2 separate regions of the Pan troglodytes genome follow, and region 1 is linked to region 2. The links are chromatin contacts, called in public Hi-C maps. All regions are on one chromosome and are shown on one strand. The core of a region is the stretch at or near the end of the contact, and the rest is flanking DNA. Distances in the headings are between cores, read along the strand shown. Region 1 has its middle 120 kb from the start of LDLRAD3. Region 2 holds the start of FJX1 (four-jointed box kinase 1).

Region 1 (2,700 bases), core at 166-2,665, 200 kb before region 2:
TATAGTTGTTGCACTTGGGCAAGCTGGCCTCTCTGTGCCTCTTCTTTCATCTAGAAAAATAATAGTACCTAGCACTTCAGGTCGTTATGTGATTAAAACAGTTTCATTTTCTCTGACAGAGTGGCCTGTTTAAGATAAGGAGAATTTTTGAATCTGGGTAGATTGGATTCTTGCCACTTCCTGCTATCTCATCAAAGAGCCAAACATAGAACAGGGAGGGCTATGTGAAGGAATGTGCACTTCATCAAAAGCATGCATTCCGTTAATTTAAAGAAATTATAGTATGATTATTCTATCATAGCAACAAGATATAAATAGATATTAATAAGTAAAATCAGGTTAGTTGCTGAAAAATGCCATTCATAATAAGGTTGCATTACATAAATGTTTGCATATGTAAATGTCCTGTAATGCCCATGGACTTTAATTGCTGCATTTGGCATGGAAAATTACCAGCTCTGCTACTACTAGTGGTGTGATCTCAGGCAACATTCTTTACCTCTCTGAGCCTCAATTTCATTGGCCATAAAATGAGACTAATTTTTTTCTTGTATTAAAGGACCACATGAGATAATGTATGTAAAAAGACTGAAAACTGGAAAGTACAATAGTTTTTTAGGTATTTAATCATTGTTGTAATTAATAGCCACAGTGAAAATATATTCAAGGACAATGTAAAGATTTGAGCTTACAGTTTCAAATACCAACCTTAAGAATGATCCAGAAATACTAAACTCATGTGTTTTTTTGTTTTTAAAACTATGACATCTATAAGTTGGAGACATTTGCTTTTTGAGACATTGTCTTTTTTATTATATAATCTTTAGTCCTCATGGCATCCTCTTTAGAGACCAAACAGCAATTAGTGAACTGTTTCAGACAGAAATCTGGATGGTCCAAGATCCTGGATTAAGATAGCTCTATTTATGAATGCATTTTCAGATTAAACAGGAAAAGTGTATTAAACCAAGCACTTCATTGTGGATAAGGAAAATCGATATCCTGTGGGTTGGACTGTTTTTAGTCTTACTACAAAAATGGATGCACTATTTATACGTGTTTTCTCCAGTCATGGCTATTAGCTCTTCACTTCAAGTTCACTCACTCAGCCACTACGGTGGAGAGCCAGTCATTGTAGGTTAAAAGCAACTAATGTTAGACCCCTGCTGGCCTGGTCTGGCACTGCACGGGGAAACACAATCTCCAATTCTTATTAGTGGGGAAATTGGTTTACAAAAGCAGAGCTGAGACGCCAAGGATTTGGTTTTGCCTCCCTTGATATCTAGGTGCCAATATGGGAGCAAGAAGAAAAGTGGGATTTGCCTTACAATGGAGAAGTTCTTGAGGAGGAACTGGGGATTATAATCTCCCTTCAGGGCGGTTGGGACTTGGATCAGCCTGCCCCACAAGCTCCCTCTTCATTGCTAACAGCTTGGAGGCTGGCACTGAGCTTTTCCATGTGTTCACACTCATTGTTGGTTGCACTCTCCAACCTCTAGGGGGCGCAGAGGCGTTCGCCTCAGCTTTTTTTTTTTTTTTTTTTTTTTGAGGCAGAGTCTCACTCTGTCCCCAAGGCTGGAGGGGGCAGTGGCACGATCTCAGCTCACTGCAACCTCCGCCTCCCGGGTTCACGCGATTCTCATGCCTCCACCTACCGAGTAGCTGGGATTACAGGCATAAACCACCATGCCCAGCTAATTTTTGTATTTTTAGTACAGACGGGGTTTCACCATGTTGGCCAGGCTGGTCTCCAACCCCTGGCCTCAAGTGATTCACCCACCTCAGCCTCCCAAAGTGTTGGAATTAGAGGCGTGAGCCACCACGCCTGGCCTTCAGCTTTTTCATTTTGTTGCTCCAAGACAAGGAGCCGGGACTAGGAAGGGTCAAGGGCACGATGGAGCGCTCAATGATACACGTGATGCGGCTGCTACAATAGGAGTCGTCATCTGTGGGTAAAAAAGCAACCAGAATTACAATACTTTTCCTTCTTGTGGTCTGTACTTTCTCCTCTTCTCTCGTGAAACTGGAATGAATGGGGCCCAGAGAAAACGAAGCGCAGAACAAGAGAAGGATAGCAAGAAGGGCCCAAACAAAACAAGAGCCTCAAATGGGCAAAGCTTTTGTTTTGGGGAAAGGGATCTCGGTTAATGCTCCTGTTTGGTAGAAATCAGACATAACAGGAATGAGGTTAGGGAGTGGTAAAGTGGTAAGGGGCTTGGCTCCACTTCCAACTCAGTGTTTTTGGTTAACATGAATAGGTAAACCCTAAAGGATTGGGATTGGGGAATCATGAGAGATGGGAAAAATCCCACTTTTCTTTGCTTGAACATGGCCTAGCAGATGACCTTTTCTTCTCACAGTAGAGAGCTCTAAGGAAGGTTATCAAAGTCCAAAAGTTAGGGTTTTAACTCATTTGACCTACTCTACTGGCCCTATGACTTGAAGGTCACAGTCGTGAGATGGGATTATACTGAGAACCAGGGTATCGTTCAACAATGTTCCTTGATCTCTTCCTCATTAGGGCTTGTGCCTCTTCAGAGTTTGGCTGGAGTGACACAAATCCACTCTTCCCAGTTAAAGAAAAGTCATCCTGATTAGCTTCCCAGAGAATGTTCTGTGATTGCAGGAAGGAAAGTTGTGATTCCCAATCTGAACTTGGAGGCCTCAGTGATTTTCGGAAGCACTGTTTGCTGGGCTGAG
Region 2 (2,814 bases), core at 224-2,723:
CCGGTAGAGGCGCAGCAGCCGGGCCGCGGCGTCCTGTCCGCGGTGCAGCTCCAGGACGCGCCGCGCGGTCCGCTCGCGGAACACGCACACTGACTGCAACAGCGGCTCGTTATACTTGTCCCACATGCCTGCTACCCGGTAGCCGTGCACCAAGCCCGCCTCATTGTCCAGAAAGACCAGCGCCCCGCCCGGACCGCGGTGCAGGTTGCTGGTGGCACGCTGCATGACGCGCGGGTCCCACTGCAGGCTGAAGAGGTTGCTTACGAGCCGGTCGAAGTTGGCCGTCAGGTAGTCGAAGAGGATTAAGTCGGTCCATTGTACTAGGTCCACCAGCTCCGCCTGGCTGAGGTTGGCCAGCTCACCCCCGGCATCCCGGAGGGGGCGCAGACGGCCGTCCTCCGAGCGCCAGGGCGCGGGCACCACCACGTCCGTGAGGTTGGGCAGCCAGCGTGTCAGGCTCACCACGCTGCCCTCGGTCCAGTGAGCAGCGCGCAGCTCCTCCTGCACCTGCGCCCACTGCGCGCCCCGAGCCTCCACCCGAGCCAGTGCCAGCGGCGGCACGTGGCGCTGGAGGCCCAGCAGGCGCGCCAGGTAGTAGGACAGGGCCTCGCCCTGAATCTGCTCCGGGTTGATGCCGTAGCGCACGCAGGCGCGGGTGCCGTCGGCAAAACGGGCCAGTCGGTTGGAGCTGCGCCCGCAACCCCCGCGCTCCAGGGCCACCACCCGGGCGCCGCGAGCCGCCTCCAGCCACGCCGCCGCCTGGGCCTCCGAAAAGCCCGGGGGCACCTGCTCTTCCAGGCCGCGGCTCCAGAAGACGCCCCCGTGCACCGCGGCGCTCTCCTCCGGCCGGGGCCGCCTGGCTGGCACGTGCCACCTGGGCTCGCTCCGGGACTGCCGGGGCGGGCCGTCCGCGCCGGCCGCCAGGGTGAGCAGCGCCCGGAAAGTTTTCAGGGAGCCGCCGCGGGCGTCCCACGCCAGGGGCGGGGGCAGAGGGAAGCGAGGCGCGGGCGCGGGGCCGCCGCTCCGGGCCGGGCGCCGTGGGAGTCGGTCTTCGGGCGGCCGGGAGGCGGGCAGCTCGGTCCGCGGCGGCAGGAGCCCTCCCCACATCGCCAGCAGCGAGCCCAGCGCCAGCAGCCAGAGCCCCGCGGTGGCGGCGGCGCCCCGCATCCTCCTGCCCATGCTCCCGCGGCTGTGCCGGTGCGCCGCCGCCGCTTCAAGCCGAGCCCAGGCACCCGGGTCCCGGCGGCGAGGCGGGCCCGGCAGTTTGTGGGCTCCGAGGCTTCGGGCGCTTCGGCCCCATCGCGGCCGCGGGGTGCTGCGGGGCTCTGTCCGGCGCTCCGCCCGGCGCTGGGAACTCGAGTCCCCGCCGCTTCCCAGCTGCTTTTGTATTTCGCTGTGAGACCCTCCGGTGGGCGCGATTCACAGGCGCCCGGACCACGTGGGAGCGAGGGGGATCCCCCTCCCCCTCCTCCGCCTCCGCTCCCCGCCCCCCGCTCCCCCGCCCCCTTCCTCTCCTCTTCCACTTAAAGCGGCGATGGCTCCTTCCGAGAGGGAGAGGCGGCCCCACACTCGGTCTGGGACTTAGGGGCCTGGAGGAAGCCGGACTGGCTGCGCCCGCGCCGGGGCGTAGGAGGGGGTGGCGCAGAGCCGGAGTCTGGGGCCTGGCGGGAGGGACGCGCCCTGGGCCCTCGCGGTGGTGTCGTGGTCGCCGGGTCCCTTTGCCTAGGCAGCGCGGATCTCCTGCAAACTTCAGACAGATTTCCACCTCTTTCCGAGCTCCGCCAGGCTAGGATCAGGCAGGGTCCCTTTGCTTTCTCAGTTTCTGTCTGGGTGATTCACGCTGCTTTATGTAAATCCCTGGGAATGTCTCCGAGCCACAGAGGATGTGATTCCAGCGGAAAGAGGAACCCGCTGTAGCCAACAACTTTGAACCGACACTCCCTTTTCCGAGCTCGCACATCAGCACCAATCAGTATTGGCCGCTCTGCCTTTCCCAAGGGACTCCCAGGGAGTGAAGCCTCGCTGTGCACGTGCCCCTTGAACACCTAGGCCATCTCCCATTCATTCATGGATCCATTCAACACAGCGACTGCCCCTCGGTTCTGGTTCTGCTTACCAGAAGCAAAGTCCACAGATCCGGGTCCCAGTGCTGCTGGAATTTACATCCCAGTGGGACTCTCAGGTTGCTAAGAGAGATTATAGCCATCCAACCTCGTGTTGGGGAGAGGGGAGTCAGGGACGACTTTTCGAAAGAAATGATACCGTTTTGTCCATGAGGAAACTGAGGCACAGAGAAGGGATGGGTGTTGCTCAGGATTGCACAATTAGCAAGTGGCGAAGCTAAAAGTCAAACCCAGGTCTCCTGGCCGCATGCACTTGATTTTCCCTCCATTAAGAAAGATCAGTATTTCTTTTTTAATCAAGTCAGCATTCTCAAGTTTGAAATTCACTGTCATTTGACCACTTTGTTCCCCAAATGTGATTTTTCAATTAAAAGGATTTTTCAAATGAAAAGGAAAAAAACCTCAATCCCATACTGCATTTGATTTACTGCTTTTACGATTTAAGGGAAAAAGAAATGGTGGTGGTGGGGGGGGGGAGGGAGGCGGTGAAGGAGCAAAGAAAACAAAATGAACAACCTCTTCACCCCAACACATCTTCCAGCCACCTCTGGGTTACATTTACTAGGAAAACTTTTGGATGCCAGTCGGCCCTCCCTTACCTCTCTGTATCAGAATGAGTCCCAGATCCACACTGAGATTCCCAGGGTAGACACAAGATCAGGGGCATGGTGGAATCCACCTCTCAAAGGCC

Evidence for each region. Hi-C and Micro-C count contacts between places; a contact is called where the count stands out from the background.
Region 1: a Hi-C map of stem cell-derived neural progenitor cells shows a contact between it and region 2, with 7 times the contacts expected there. The contact joins the enhancer-like site here to the promoter of FJX1 in region 2. A contact is called at or near these places in 4 of 7 Hi-C or Micro-C datasets (blood, induced pluripotent stem cells and stem cell-derived neural progenitor cells), 1 of 1 datasets of contacts at active chromatin or transcription factors (stem cell-derived excitatory neurons) and 1 of 1 other capture datasets (stem cell-derived neural stem cells).

Annotation. Positions count from the first base shown.
Region 1 is chr9:39,831,651-39,834,350 of NHGRI_mPanTro3-v2.0_pri, reverse strand. No RefSeq gene overlaps it. Among named protein-coding and RNA genes, the nearest start is that of LDLRAD3, 120 kb to the left of the region's middle. Within about 2 kb of position 1,415, at least 11 of the 24 cell types and tissues checked have an H3K27ac peak or open chromatin away from gene starts, as enhancers often do. A contact at or near this core is called in induced pluripotent stem cells, stem cell-derived neural progenitor cells and stem cell-derived neural stem cells, where this site is marked.
Region 2 is chr9:39,627,931-39,630,744 of NHGRI_mPanTro3-v2.0_pri, reverse strand. FJX1 (four-jointed box kinase 1) reads right to left here and starts at 1,473. Exons shown (of 1, transcript XM_508371.7): 1 at 1-1,473. The coding sequence starts at 1,179.